Linked DNA regions of Pan troglodytes: region 2 is linked to region 1. The links are chromatin contacts, called in public Hi-C maps. All regions are on one chromosome and are shown on one strand. Each heading gives the region's core, a stretch centred on a gene start, on an enhancer-like site or on the middle of the called end of the contact. The rest is flanking DNA. Distances are from core to core; before and after follow the strand shown. Region 1 overlaps GRIP1 (glutamate receptor interacting protein 1). Region 2 has its middle 30 kb from the start of HELB.

The links. A called contact is a pair of places that touch in the nucleus more often than the background predicts.
Region 2: a Hi-C map of induced pluripotent stem cells shows a contact between it and region 1, with 1.5 times the contacts expected there. The contact joins two enhancer-like sites. A contact is called at or near these places in 2 of 7 Hi-C or Micro-C datasets (blood and induced pluripotent stem cells).

The regions. Positions count from the first base shown.
Region 1 is chr10:29,628,914-29,635,534 of NHGRI_mPanTro3-v2.0_pri, reverse strand. GRIP1 (glutamate receptor interacting protein 1) reads right to left here. Exons shown (of 23, transcript XM_054664159.2): 15 at 4,687-4,832. Among named protein-coding and RNA genes, the nearest start is that of HELB, 100 kb to the left of the region's middle. Within about 2 kb of position 2,379, at least 1 of the 24 cell types and tissues checked has an H3K27ac peak or open chromatin away from gene starts, as enhancers often do. A contact at or near this core is called in induced pluripotent stem cells, where this site is marked.
Region 2 is chr10:29,761,592-29,768,212 of NHGRI_mPanTro3-v2.0_pri, reverse strand. No RefSeq gene overlaps it. Among named protein-coding and RNA genes, the nearest start is that of HELB, 30 kb to the right of the region's middle. Within about 2 kb of position 4,297, at least 1 of the 24 cell types and tissues checked has an H3K27ac peak or open chromatin away from gene starts, as enhancers often do. A contact at or near this core is called in induced pluripotent stem cells, where this site is marked.

The DNA of each region.
Region 1 (6,621 bases), core at 1,130-3,629:
AAAAATATGTATGTGTATACACACACACACACACACACACACACACACACACACACACACACACACACATCTCCTCCTTTAATCCTTAAAACAGCCATGTAAAGTAAGCATTAAATGGACATTTACAGATGAGGAAACTGATGCTCAGAGAAGTTAATTTGCCTAAATTTCCCAGATTGTCAGTTGTGAAGCCAGTCTGGCATTCTTAGTCTTTCATTCTACTGTTTCCCCCAGCTTGGGCTAGAAACAGAGTTAATTCAGACTCTCCTGAATGGCTCATTCAGCGCTTTCATCAAGTGATTAAAATCAATGGTCACTAACCAAGTCCAGTGGGCCTCATTCCTGTTTTAAGTCCTTTAATGGCCCCCCATTGGTTTCTGGGATAAAATTCAAATTTCTTAACATGATTTACAAGGCCCATAATGACTTGGCTCCAGTATACCTTTCTAGCTTACCTACTACCAAGTCCTTGCACACATTATGCTTGAGCCATATCTGCCTACTAGAGTGTGCCATGCTCTCCCTAACTTTCTGCACCACTTCACAAATCCCTTCGAGACCAAGGTTGTTAGAATCTTTTCCTTGAGGTCCTCAGGCTGAAATGGACGCCTTCACATTCTCTTACCATTGTGGAATATTTTGTGCATATCCTTATGACATTCATCATATTGTTAATTATTGATTTTCTTGTTTCTCCTATTTGGTGGTAACTGATTTAAGGGCAGGATTGTGTCCCTTTTATCTAAGAACTGGTAGTCCATAGCACATTGCCTGATACTTCATAGACAATAAACGAATGCTGATGGCATGACTGAAAATCGAGCACTTTAGCAGCATTTGGGAATAGTTCTACCATCTCCTTGGGTAAGGACACAGCAGGGTAGCGAGACTTGGGAAGCTGGAAGAAATGCTTACATTTTGAAGTAGTATCTGTTAAACCCCAATTGCAGTACAAGCTAGCTTAGGAAACCAAGTTACATCAAGTATAGTTATAAACTTCCTGTGACCAGAGAGAGAATCATCACTGAAGGATGGAGAGCAGCCAGCAGTTAAAGGACTGGAAAACTCCTGCAGTGCAGAGGGCCCACATTAGTATGAGCAATATTTCTGGGGGTGGAGAATATACGCTGAATATTACCATTCAAAAATATTGAGACGAAGCATGACAACTATTTAATGTGATAGTTCTAATTACCAGCATAATTTCAGATTAAGCATTATATCAAACTTTCAAAATCAGTGACTGTCCAAAGGGTAAATGCTTATTTTCCACTCAGTCATACCTTGATCAAGGATCAGAACGAATGCAGAGAAAGGGATTTCAGGAGGTAATTAGAATACAAATAGTCCCCACTTATTGAGTGGAGTATGGACTGTGCCAGTATTTCCTTCAGTAAGCTACAATAGCTCCCTGAGGTGGGTATTACTATGTAGACATTACTGAAAATGGGACCAAATCTCAGACAAGTTTAGCAAGTTGCCCAAACTCTCACAGCTCAAATGTGGTAGAGCTGAACTTTAAACTGAGGTCTGATTTTTTTTAAAATTTATTTCAATAGCTTTAAGGGTACCAGTGATTTTTCATTACCTGGATGAATTGTGTAGTGGTGGAGCCTGAGATTTTGGTGCACCCATCACCCAAGCGGTGTACACGGTACCCAATATGTAGTTGTTGTCCCTCATCCCCCGTCTACCCTCTCTTCTTCTGAGTTCTTATGTCATGTCTGATTTTAAAACATTTGCTCTTTGTGAAGATTTAGTTTGCCTTTAAATAATCTGTGGTCAGGCTTTACATTTTGAATAATGTTTTTTTTTCCTCCCTTACTTTGCTCTGAATAAAAATGAATTCAGATACTCAAATTATATTTATGATGTTATGAGGGAAGAGGATACTAGGATCATATAAATTCTTCCAAATCAATAACTGAATAATTTTCAAAGAGTGATCTTTTATAAAACCATGTCTGAATGAGTATATATTTCTGTATATCAATATGAGAAAATCTGGTTTGGGTAAGCATGTCTCTCATGCCAATATTTATAGTCTTATTTTGGGTGGTTGTATGTTTTTCAATGGAAGGTTTAGGATTTTAAAAACAGAGCCTCTTAAAATTAAAACATATTTAATAAGCACAATAACCATCATAATAGTATACATAGGGATTGTAGGGGAAGGGTATAAAGGGGGAAAATGAGGCAAAGGAAATCAGTAACTGAAAATAAGATCTAGCTCTCCAAGTGCTCAGTTGTTTCAGAAACTCCTGCCAACTGGTAGACACAGCCTGGCTTTGAAACTGGATGCATTGCCAGCTGTGCACACTATACATATTCATCTCTGGCTTGGCTTTTTCACTTTGCAAGGAAGGTAGCTGACATCTGCTGAGCAGGGCAAATCATGCAAAACAGGTTTCTCCACAGGGCTTTGCCTCTTCACTAGGACAGAACCCAGGCTGACGCTAAAAGCTTCCTCTCTATTTTGAAATCAATCCCCAAAAGAAAGTGCAACTGAAGCAGGCTTGTAAGGAGAGAAATGCAAATGTTGGCACAGAAAATCAGTTGCTTAAGAAATAATGAGTGCAAACCTGTGCATATTTTTAAACATTGGTTATAAAATATATTTGGATATAATCATTATTATCAATTGTACTGAAGGATGCAACTATAGATTTTTTTTTACTTGGAAAAGGAATCATAAACACATAGCCTGACATAACCGTGAACTCTAGATCTAGATGACCTGATTAACGAAATCCCAGAACATTGCCACAACTTCATTATTGGTTGCAATGAAATTATATACAGTAGACGTTCTCTTAACCAATCTCCACTTAACCAATTTACTGAATTAATTGTGGCTGTTCGTCTTCCACCATAAAATGTACAGACCAATGCCATGGCATGCTCCAGAGCAATAGGTTTCTTTAGGTTGCCCCTCTGAGCTTCTGCTCCTGCTCCTGCTTGAGTTGTAAACTTCAAAATCTAGAGGCAATTATATTTATTCCTAAACCTGTTTATGCCAGCTGTACTTGTTATTTTAACTATGTAATTTAATTAATCTTATATAACCTATGAAATATGAATGTAGTTGTTCTGTGAAAACAAAATCCAATGGTTTGGAAAGATTCAATAAGGGTTCGTTAGGCAAAAATCTATGGCCAGGCGCAGTGGCTCACACCTGTAATCCCAGCACTTTGGGAGGCCGAGGTGGGCAGATCACTTGAGGTCAGGAGTTTGAGACCAGCCTGGCCAACATGGCAAAACTCCATCTCTACTAAAAATACAACAATGAGCCAGGAAAGGTGACACACACCAGTAGTTCCAGCTACTCAGGAGGCTGAGGCACAAGAATTGCTTGAACCTGGGAGGTGGAGGTTGCAGTGAGCAGAGTTGGCGCCACTGCACTCCATGGCACACTCCAGCCTGGGTGTGCCACACAAAACAAAAAACAAACAAACAAAAAATCTACTGTTAATTACCTAATGGAAAAACTCTACAACATTGGGGAAAACCAAAATCTAGGTGGAGGAAGAATTCAGATTGCTATAAATTCTTTAAAGTCTCACTGCATTAAAAACCAAACCAAACCAAAATAAAACTGGAAATCATAAAATATATATTGTGGATACGGTTTAGGCAAACAAACAAAAAGACTTGTAAGTATAATCAGCAGAACCATATTAATAGGAAAGGCCTTGACTTTACCCACAAGATTGGCAAAATTGTAAATTAAACGTTTACTTTATGGATCCATATCACATTCTGTAATTCCCCGCATTAGCTGACTCTTTTGGTGAATGGACACTTTTCAATTGGCTCTATATTCTTATCATAATCAGATAAGATGTCTCTTATTTCAGGGCTACCCAAAGTGTGCTCCTTGCACCACAGCTGTGGCAGCATCTGGGTGTTTATTAGGAATCCAGAATCTCAGGTCCCACCTGGGGTGGTGCCAGGATCTGTGTTTTAACAAGCTCTTCAGATATGATTCTATGCCCTCCTAAGTTTGATTGGAGGGCCTAAAAAATGTGTATAGCCCTTTTGAAAAGCAACATGGGGCATGACTGACTCATCAGGAATCATAGACATTTCCTTTGTATTCTTACTCAGCCATCCTGCTTCTAGGAATATTTTCTTATTTCAAAAGAAAAAAAAAGCTGGATAAAGATATCTATGCATAAAGATGTCTATAAGAGTACTATTTACAATAATGAAACAATTGGAAGCAATATAGTGATTTAAGAAGAGAAGAAAGGTAAATCACAGGCAGTCAATAAAAATGATAGATATTAAGAGTTTATAAAACGATCAAATGTTTACAATGTAAAATTAGGTAAAAAAATGCAACATTCACTTGGTTATAGTTATGCCATATGAATACCAATAAAAACTAGAAAACTACCAGTTTCACTGTATTAGATGATGATTTAGATTTCATCTTTAAAAATTATTTTCATGCAATTATAATATGTTTTCTATAATGAAAATATCTTAATGATATCATTTACAAGCACCATTATTTAAAATTTGTACTACACTCTCAGCACAAAATTTAAAGACTCTTTTAGCTGTGAAACACTGCTGCCACATCACTAGCCAGCTGTTGTATGTAAAACATCAAGATCTAATATCTTTGGTGACAGATGGGCAGTTCGAAAAATCAGTTTTAACTAAGGATGCTCTCAATACCTGAATTATCTTCATCTTTGCGGATTTTGAGCTTCACCAGGTCTTCACATTGCTGGAGGATCTGAACTGCATCTTCCATGGAACAGTTGTCCAGCCGGATATTATCTATTGCGAGCAATTTATCCCCAAGTTCCAGGGTCCCAGTTCTGTTAGTGAATGCAAAGTAACACATGACTAATGATGAGCACTTAACTAGGCCATTTAAAGAGGCATTAAGCATAATGCAGCATTATGGTAGTCTTTAGAGGAAAAGAGGTTCAATTGTTTTTAAATTGTACTTCATTGACAACTCCCTCCCTTCTTCTAGTCTTATTTGGGTTGCCTGCCATGATATTAAATTGCAGAGTATTAAAAACATTTTTTCTTATACTTTTTTCAATTAAACAAGAACATATGTGTCACTCAGGAAGCATACAATTCCTAGGAAGGGAGGTAATGGGCGAGGGTCTGCATAGACCCAGGTATCCTTGTCTTTCTCCATATTGTTGTATTACTTTTGATCCTTGGTAGTCCAGATACTAGGAGAGCATTAAGAGAATGAGAGAAGGCAAGGTGTAATAGAGTTAGTGGAAGCCTAAGGCTTGAACCTCTGCTACTTCCACTTGCATCTGGAAACTCACTATGGCCAGAGTAGCATGAAAATTTATAGATGAATCCATAGCTTCTTATTTGGAAAGTGGCCACTGAGACTCTAAAACTGGCTGTGGACCAGGGTAGGTCTGTTGAAAAAAATTTTAAGGTCCATAATGAAACAAACAAAAAAATAATGTGAATGTAGTATGTATATGTTTCTATGTGTGTATATGTATATATACACAGATTTGTAAGAACAGCCTTTTATGCATTATATCTGTGCCAGAGACTGCTAATTGTCTCCCAGCATCCATTCTCCCTTCCCTTCTTTTAAGTTACCCTCTAAAAATGCATGCCCCAGACTCTCTGGGGACCCTCCCCACCTCCTGCCTGTAGCTAGAAAATGGTAACAGGAGGGAGGCGGAGCAAGGTGGCTGAATAGAAGCCTCCACTGATCATCCTCCTTGCAGGAACACCAAATTTAACAACTATCCATACAGAAAAGCACCTTTATAAGAACCAAAAATCAGGTGAGCAATCACAGTACCTGGTTTTAACTTCATATCATTGAAAGAGGCACTGAAGAGGGTAGGAAAGAAAGTCTTGAACTGATGATGCCGGCCCCTCCCCCATTCCTTCTGCAGCAGCCACATGGCATGGAGAGAAAAATTGTGCACTTGTGGGAGGGAGAACACAGTGAGGGAGAAACTGCATTGAAACTCAGTGCTACCCTGTCACAGCGGAAAGCAACACTGGGCAGAAGTCAGCTGATATCCACGGAGGGAACATTTAGATCAGCCCTAGGCAGAGGGGAATCACCCATTCCAGTGGTCAGAACTTGAGTTCCAACACGCCTCACTGTTGCATGCTAAAGTGTTCTTGGGTACTAAATAAACTCAAGACAGTTTAAAGCCACAAAGACTGCAATTCCTGGACAAGCCCTGATGCTGTGCTGAGCTCACAGCCAGTAGACTTGGGGGGCATGTGACCTAGTGAGAAACCAGCTGGGGTGGCTAAGTGAGTGCTTGCAACACCCCTCCCCTAGCCCTACACAGCACAGCTCACAACTCCCAGAGAGAGTCCTTCACTCTACCTGAGTAGAGAAGAGGGGAGAGTAAAGAAGACTTTGTCTTGCAACTTGGATATCAGCTCAGCCATAGTATGACAGGGCACCGGGCAGAGTCCTAAGGCCCCTTTTCTAGGCCTTTGCTCTGGGATAACATTTCTAGACACACCCAGGGCTGGAAGGGAACCTGCTGCCTTGAAGGGAAGGACCCAGTCCTGGCAGCATTTATCACCTGCTGACTAAATATCCCTTGGGCCCTGAATAATCAGCAGCATGGCTGGGCGCAGTGGCTCATG
Region 2 (6,621 bases), core at 3,048-5,547, 130 kb before region 1:
ATTCTCTGGGCTTCTATTAGGTTGGTGCAGAAGTAATTGTGATTTTTGTCATTAAGGTAATGGGTTTTACCTCGCCGCTGCTGTGAACAGAGGTGTTATTTAAAGGTAACTGCCACTCCAGCCCTGCTGGGTATTCGTAAGATCTCAACCACATGTGCTACGTCCCGTCAGCTGGGAGTATTTGCTGTAGAGATGTTTGGGCCCACTGGCTCTTCTTTCTATCCATAATCACAACATTTTAAACTGTTGCTTATTCTCTAGTTCCTCTTGTGTCTAAGCCACTTCCCAGTTCTGTCTTTGCTCCCTGACTTAAAAAATCTTCTAGTCTGTCTGACATGGTCTTTCAGAGGGCTGCAAATAGTTAAAGAAGCCCATTTTTATACAGTCTCTTGTATCTATGGGAGGCCTGGTTCATCCTAGCATTCTGACTGTGGTTTGAGCGTATTTGTTACCTCCATTAATATCCACGAACAGTGTTTGGGGGACATTATCCCCAAAGACCAGATTAAAGACCAGACCCTGTCGCGTGTCATGGCTTGGTCCTTGCCTACTTTTCTAACCCTATCAATTCTCCTGGAAGTGCTCATTCCTCACCAAATAAAACCACTGGCAGTTTCCAGGAGGCACCAAGCTGCTCAAGCTCTTTGTGTGAATGGCCTTTCTCACTTCTACCCTCCTCTGTCCAGCCACCCTACCTCCCTCTCCTCCAGCCCATTGCCAAGTTAACTACTTCCACTCTCTCACTCGTAGCTCTGATCAATCTTTTCTACAAATGCTTGCTTCTCAACTACCATCCTAAACTTCACTTTCAATCATGTCTTTGTCTCCAGAGCCCAGCCAGGCAGCATCTGTTGATTGGCTAAATAAGTGAACAAAGCTGGAGGAATGCTTCATTAGAATTCCACTAGGGGTCACTTTCTCTACATTCCAGGAAGAAATAGTGCAGGCACTTAGCAAATCAACTTTCTGAAAAATTCAGCTTTGTTTAATTTTTAAAGTAATTTGTTGTTTATTTAATGGAAACTGAAATTCTCCATGTTGTACAAGCCTCGAAGCACCGTATGATTGCAAGGTCTTTCTGGTTTTATGGATAATATCAATATTCATGTTTGTGTAAAAAACTGAAATTGAACATGGCATTTAATTTTGCATATTAATAATTCAGATCACTGAATTTATATGAAAGGTGCTTTCCTATTTTTAGCTTAATAGCTTTAGATAAGGTTAATATTTAATTAGTTCATTTCAAACATGTTTCTAAATTATCCCAAATATCTGTTCTAAACCTTTATTTCTTTTCTACTTATTTTCATTTAATTTCAGTTGCAAAATTAATGATGTATTCTTACTGATCATCTTGATCTGCCTTATATCACAGAGATTTTAATAAGGGGAGCTGAAGAGAGGGAAAGTGATTTTACTAGTAATTAATAGCCACTAAAATGCAATACAAAGACATTTAGCACAGACAAAATGTTCTAATATTTCAGTTACTTCCTTAAATGCAAGATTCTTGAGGGGCCTCCAAAGCAGCCAAGGTATTAAGTTTCTGTTTTTAAGGAAAAATATTGTTCTTAGCAACATTAAACATAGCATAGTAAATAGTTAAACACTAAGCTATATTTCCTGTCAAACTTTTAAGACACAGAGATATCAACAAATGATGAACTACCATGAGGTAAGTGTATGGACAGAACATGCAACAGGTGCCATTGGAGCACAGGGAGGAATTACGTAAAGATGGTTTCCTGGCAGAGTGTGTTGCAAGGGATATTTCCTGTAAGCTTTGGGCAAACATAACAGAAGCCTCCCTTTCTAATGACTGTGTATAGGCTTGAGCCATTTCTCCAGAGTATGTCAGGGAAACTCCATCTACATTAAGTAAACCCGGTGTGTGTGAGCATACTGCATAGAGATTTTGGTATTAGAGATACTCTTACTACTTTGGCACAACCTCAACATTCAGTAAAGTGGAGGAGGGCCTTGCTTCTTCACCGTGGTTTTATTTTATTTTATTATTATTTTTTGAGATGGAGTTTCACTCTGTCACCCAGGCTGGAATGTGGTGGCTTGATCTCGGCTCAGTGCAATCTCCACCTCCCAGGTTCAAGGGATTCTCCTGCCTCAGCCTCCCAAGTAGCTGGGATTACAGGTGCCTGCCACCACACCCAGCTAATTTTTGTATTTTTAGTAGAGATGGGATTTCACTATGTTGGCCAGGCTGGTCTCGAAATCCTGACCTCAGGTGATCTGCCCACCTCGGCCTCCCAGAGTGCTGGGATTACAGGTGTGAACCACCACGCCTGGCCATCACCTTGGTTTTCTGCCCATATCTGTGCCAATTCTGGAAAGAATTCTTGGAACAATCATGATCTGCATGAGTTCTATGATGAATCCCTAAAGCATGGGTTTCCCACATAGTTGGAAGCCATTTCTGTGTCCTCTATCTGGAATGCTCCACCTGCCCACAATGCACTGAACTCTTCCTCTTTTCTGGACATTAACAGAAAGGTGACTTCAGGCTTGGGCTGTATCCTTTCCTCTGAGAAAACCTTCTTTGACCTCTCAGATGAGGTTAAAGCTCTGTTTTAGGTGCTCTGTTAGCTCTAGACACTTCCCCTTTGTAGCATTTATCACTGTTGCACTTTGCATTGGGTTTCTGGTCATTATTGAATATCCGTGTCCCAGACTCAGCTAAAAGCCCCAAGAGAGCTCCAGGTGTGTCTCTGCTCACCTGTACCTAGCAGAATGTCAGGCATGAAATAAGCATTCAATAAAGATTTGTTGAATAAATAAACTCAGATATGATATGAATGTGCTAAAGGACGAATAAATAACTATTTAAGCTGCCACACCGATGGGTTGTTCTGGCAAAAGAAAGAACAAATGTATGCCAGCCTTTCTTCCCAGTGAGACTTATGGGAAAGGTGAGCAGAGGTCCTCTGACTTTGAGTTCTGCTTAGAGAAAAAACTCTATCTTCAGTTTCTATTAAATCTTTTTTTTTTTTTAATTTCGAAATGGAGTTTTGCTCTTGTTGCCCAGGTAGGAGTGCAATGGCATGATCTCAGCTCACTGCAACTTCTGCCTCCTGGGTTCAAGCGATTCTCCTGCCTCAGCCTTCTGAGTAGCTGGGATTACAGGCGTGCATCACAAGGCCCGGCTAATTTTTTTTGTATTTTTAGTAGAGGCAGCGTTTCACCATGTTGGCCAGGCTGGTCTTGAACTCCTGACCTCAGGTGATCCACCTGCCTTGGCCTCCCAAAGTGCTGAGGTTACAAACATGAGCCACTGTGCTCAGCCAGTTTTTATTAAATCTTTCAAGGCAGAGCTCTAGGGTCTAGAGTCTATGTTTTGTTTGTTTGTTTGTTTGTTTGTTTGTTTGTTTAGACAGAGTCTCACTCCTATCGCAAAGGCTGGAGTGCAGTGGCATAGTTTTGGCTCACTGCAGCCTTGACCTCCCAGGCTCAGGTGATCCTCCCACCTCAGCCTCCCAAGTAGCTGGGATAACAGGTGCACGCCACCATGCCTGGCTAATTTTCTGTATTTTTAGTAGAGACAGGGTTTTTCCATGTTTCCCAGGTTGGTCATGAACTCCTGAGCTCAAGTGATCCACCTGCCTCGGACTCCCAAGGTTCTAGGATTACAGGTGTGGGTCATTGCGCCTGGCCCAGGGTTCTGTATTTAGGAAAGTTTTGGAATGGAAAGAGAGGGTCCTGGATTATGCTGGATAGATGGGATTGAGCAAAGGGTAGCCAAAATGTTCTACATAATAAAGAAACAGGAATGTTAGCTATTTTCCTTTGCAGCCCAAGAAACTTGTGATTTGTAATTCTAGATGCAGGGAAGAGACTAGATGTGAAAACAGACTCTGTGGGAAGGAATGGGCCTCTAGAATATATCACCAAGTCAGAGATCTAATGCTATTACTCATTTTCCTTCGTCTACTACTACTGGCATCATTTACTACATCAATAGCTATTCTGTGTTCAAATACATTATTTATGTGATCCTCAGAGGAATCCCAGAAGCAAATTTAGGATTATCACCATTTTACAAAGGAGGAAACGAAGACTAATCAGTTAAGTAACTCATTCAAGGAGGCACATCCAGTAAGGGGCTACTCATATGCTATCCTGCATTGAGGAAGGAAAAGGCATTTTAATGGTAGTGTTTGTTCCCTGATGGTAATTTAAATAGTTTCTTGTTTTGAGTTTCTTTGACCCATTATCCCCAACTCTTCGAAAAAGGCTTAGGTACCACCAGATGGAGCAGGTTTACATTATCAGTGCTTTGGGAAAGAGGGAGAGCTGTGCCTTAGCTTAGGGTAAAGAGAAAGGACAGCAGAGACAAGAAACAAGACAGCTGTGGGGTTGGAGAATTGAGCACAGTAGGAGGTGATGAACACTAAAGACAAAGCTTCCCCCCTCCCTGTACCCTGATAAACATTGTAGAGATACTAGACTTTCTGCAATTATATGAGAGGGAGGACTGAGTTATTTTATTTGGATCTTACCAGATAGGTCAATCCCCGAAGGCCCGAGGATTTGGGAACACCTATTTCTCCTGTTGTCTCAGAGGTAGATGCATGCCCATTGGTGCTTGACTGCCAGCCCTAATCTGGTCTCTCTTTGGTCTCTGCTGAAAAGACTCTACACCTGGACCCACCAAAGACAGTTCTTCCTTGTCCCCATTTTGCTGCCTTTCTGTCAGTGTCCAAATTCACCTGTACTTGATTTTTCTAACATTCCTCCATGCTACTGAGCCTTTCTTTGTGCCACACTGACCAGGGAGGTTCACCTCCTGCCCAGAAAATGGGCATTTTCTCAGATAACTTTTTACATTTTTAGATCATGTCAAAAGCCTATAATGTTCTGGGCAAAAAGGAAGGTGGTTTACTAACAATTATAGGTTCAGCCTACTATACAGACATAATAGGTTCCTGTTTAACGGGAGAAGAAACTGAGGCTTTCAGAGGTTGCCTGCCTTGCCCAGTTCATGCCACTGGTAAATAGTAGACAAGTAATGACAAAATAAAATCATTAACCCATTCCTTTAGATTTGTTTTAAATTTAAATTTGTTTAAAATCAATATTTTTTGGTATACTTTTATAAATGTTTTCTTGTGAAATAAACATACATACAGAAGCTGCAAGAAGCTTGAAGGTACAGCTTAAATTATCACACACAAAAAACCACCCATGTAACTACCATTCAGACCCCAAAATAGCATGTTGTTAACATTTCAGAAGTCTCACAAGTCCCTTTCTAATCAAAATCTCCAGATTCACCCCAAAGGAAAACATTACATGACTCTTATTATAACCAATTTCTTTTTTCAAAAAAACCTCAATTTTTAGCAGCTTTATTGAGATACAATTCACACACTGGACAATTCACTAAAGTTTACAATTCAATGCTTTCTAGTATACTCACAGAGTTGTACAACCACCACTATAATCCATTTTTGTTTTTGTTTTTGTTTGTTTGTTTATTTTGAGATAGAGTCTTACTCTGTCACCCATGCTGGAGTACAGTGGCACAGTATTGGCTCACTGCAGCCTCTGCATGCCGCCAAGCAATTCTCCTGCCTCAGCCTCCAGAGCAGCTGGGATTACAGGTGCCTGCCACCACACCCAGCTACTTTTTGTATTTTTAGTAGAGATAGGGTTTCACCATGTTGGCCAGGCCGGTCTCGAACTCCTGACCTCAAGTGATCAGCCTGCCTCGGCCTTCCAAAGTGTTGGGATTACAGGCGTGAGCCACTGTGCCTAGCCATCAATTTTTATTTTTATTTTATTTGTATTACCCCATACCCACTCCTCAGCCCTAGCCAACTACTAACCTACTACCTGTCTCTACAGATTTGCCTATTCTGGATGTTTCAAATAAATGTTTAATACAATATGTGGTCTTTTGTGATTGTCTTCTTTCACATAATATGTTTTCAAAGTTCATCCATGTTGTAGCATGTATCAATACTTCATTCCTTTTTATTGCTGAATAATATTCCATTGTATGGATATAACACTTTATCTACTTATCAGTTGATGGGTATTTGGGGTGTTTGCAGGGACTTCAACATTGCATAGCTTGTTTGTGAAAGATTTTGGCTATTATGAATAATACTGCTATGAACATTCATGTACAGATTTTTGTATGGATATGTTTTCAGTTATCTTGGGTATATAACTCAGAGTGGAATTGCTGAGTCATACGGTAACCCTAAATTTAACATTTTGAGAAATTGCTTAACTATTTTCAAAGCAGTTGCACCCTTTTGCAACCCCATCAGCAACGTATGAGGGTTCCAATTTCTCTACATCCTTGCCAATATTTGTTATTTTCTGGTTTTTTTTTTAAGTATAGTCAACTTTTGGGTGTGAAATGGTATCTCGTAGTTTTGATTTACATTTCCCTGATGAATGACACTGAACATCTTTTTATATGACTGTTGTTCATTTGTATGTCATCTTTGGAAAAATGCCTATTCAAATCCTTTGCCATTTAAAAATTGAGTTGTTTATCTTTTTATTGTTTAGTTGTAACAGTTTTTTATATATTCTGAATACTAGTCTCTTATCTGATACATAATTTACAAAATATATTTCTGAGTTGTCTTC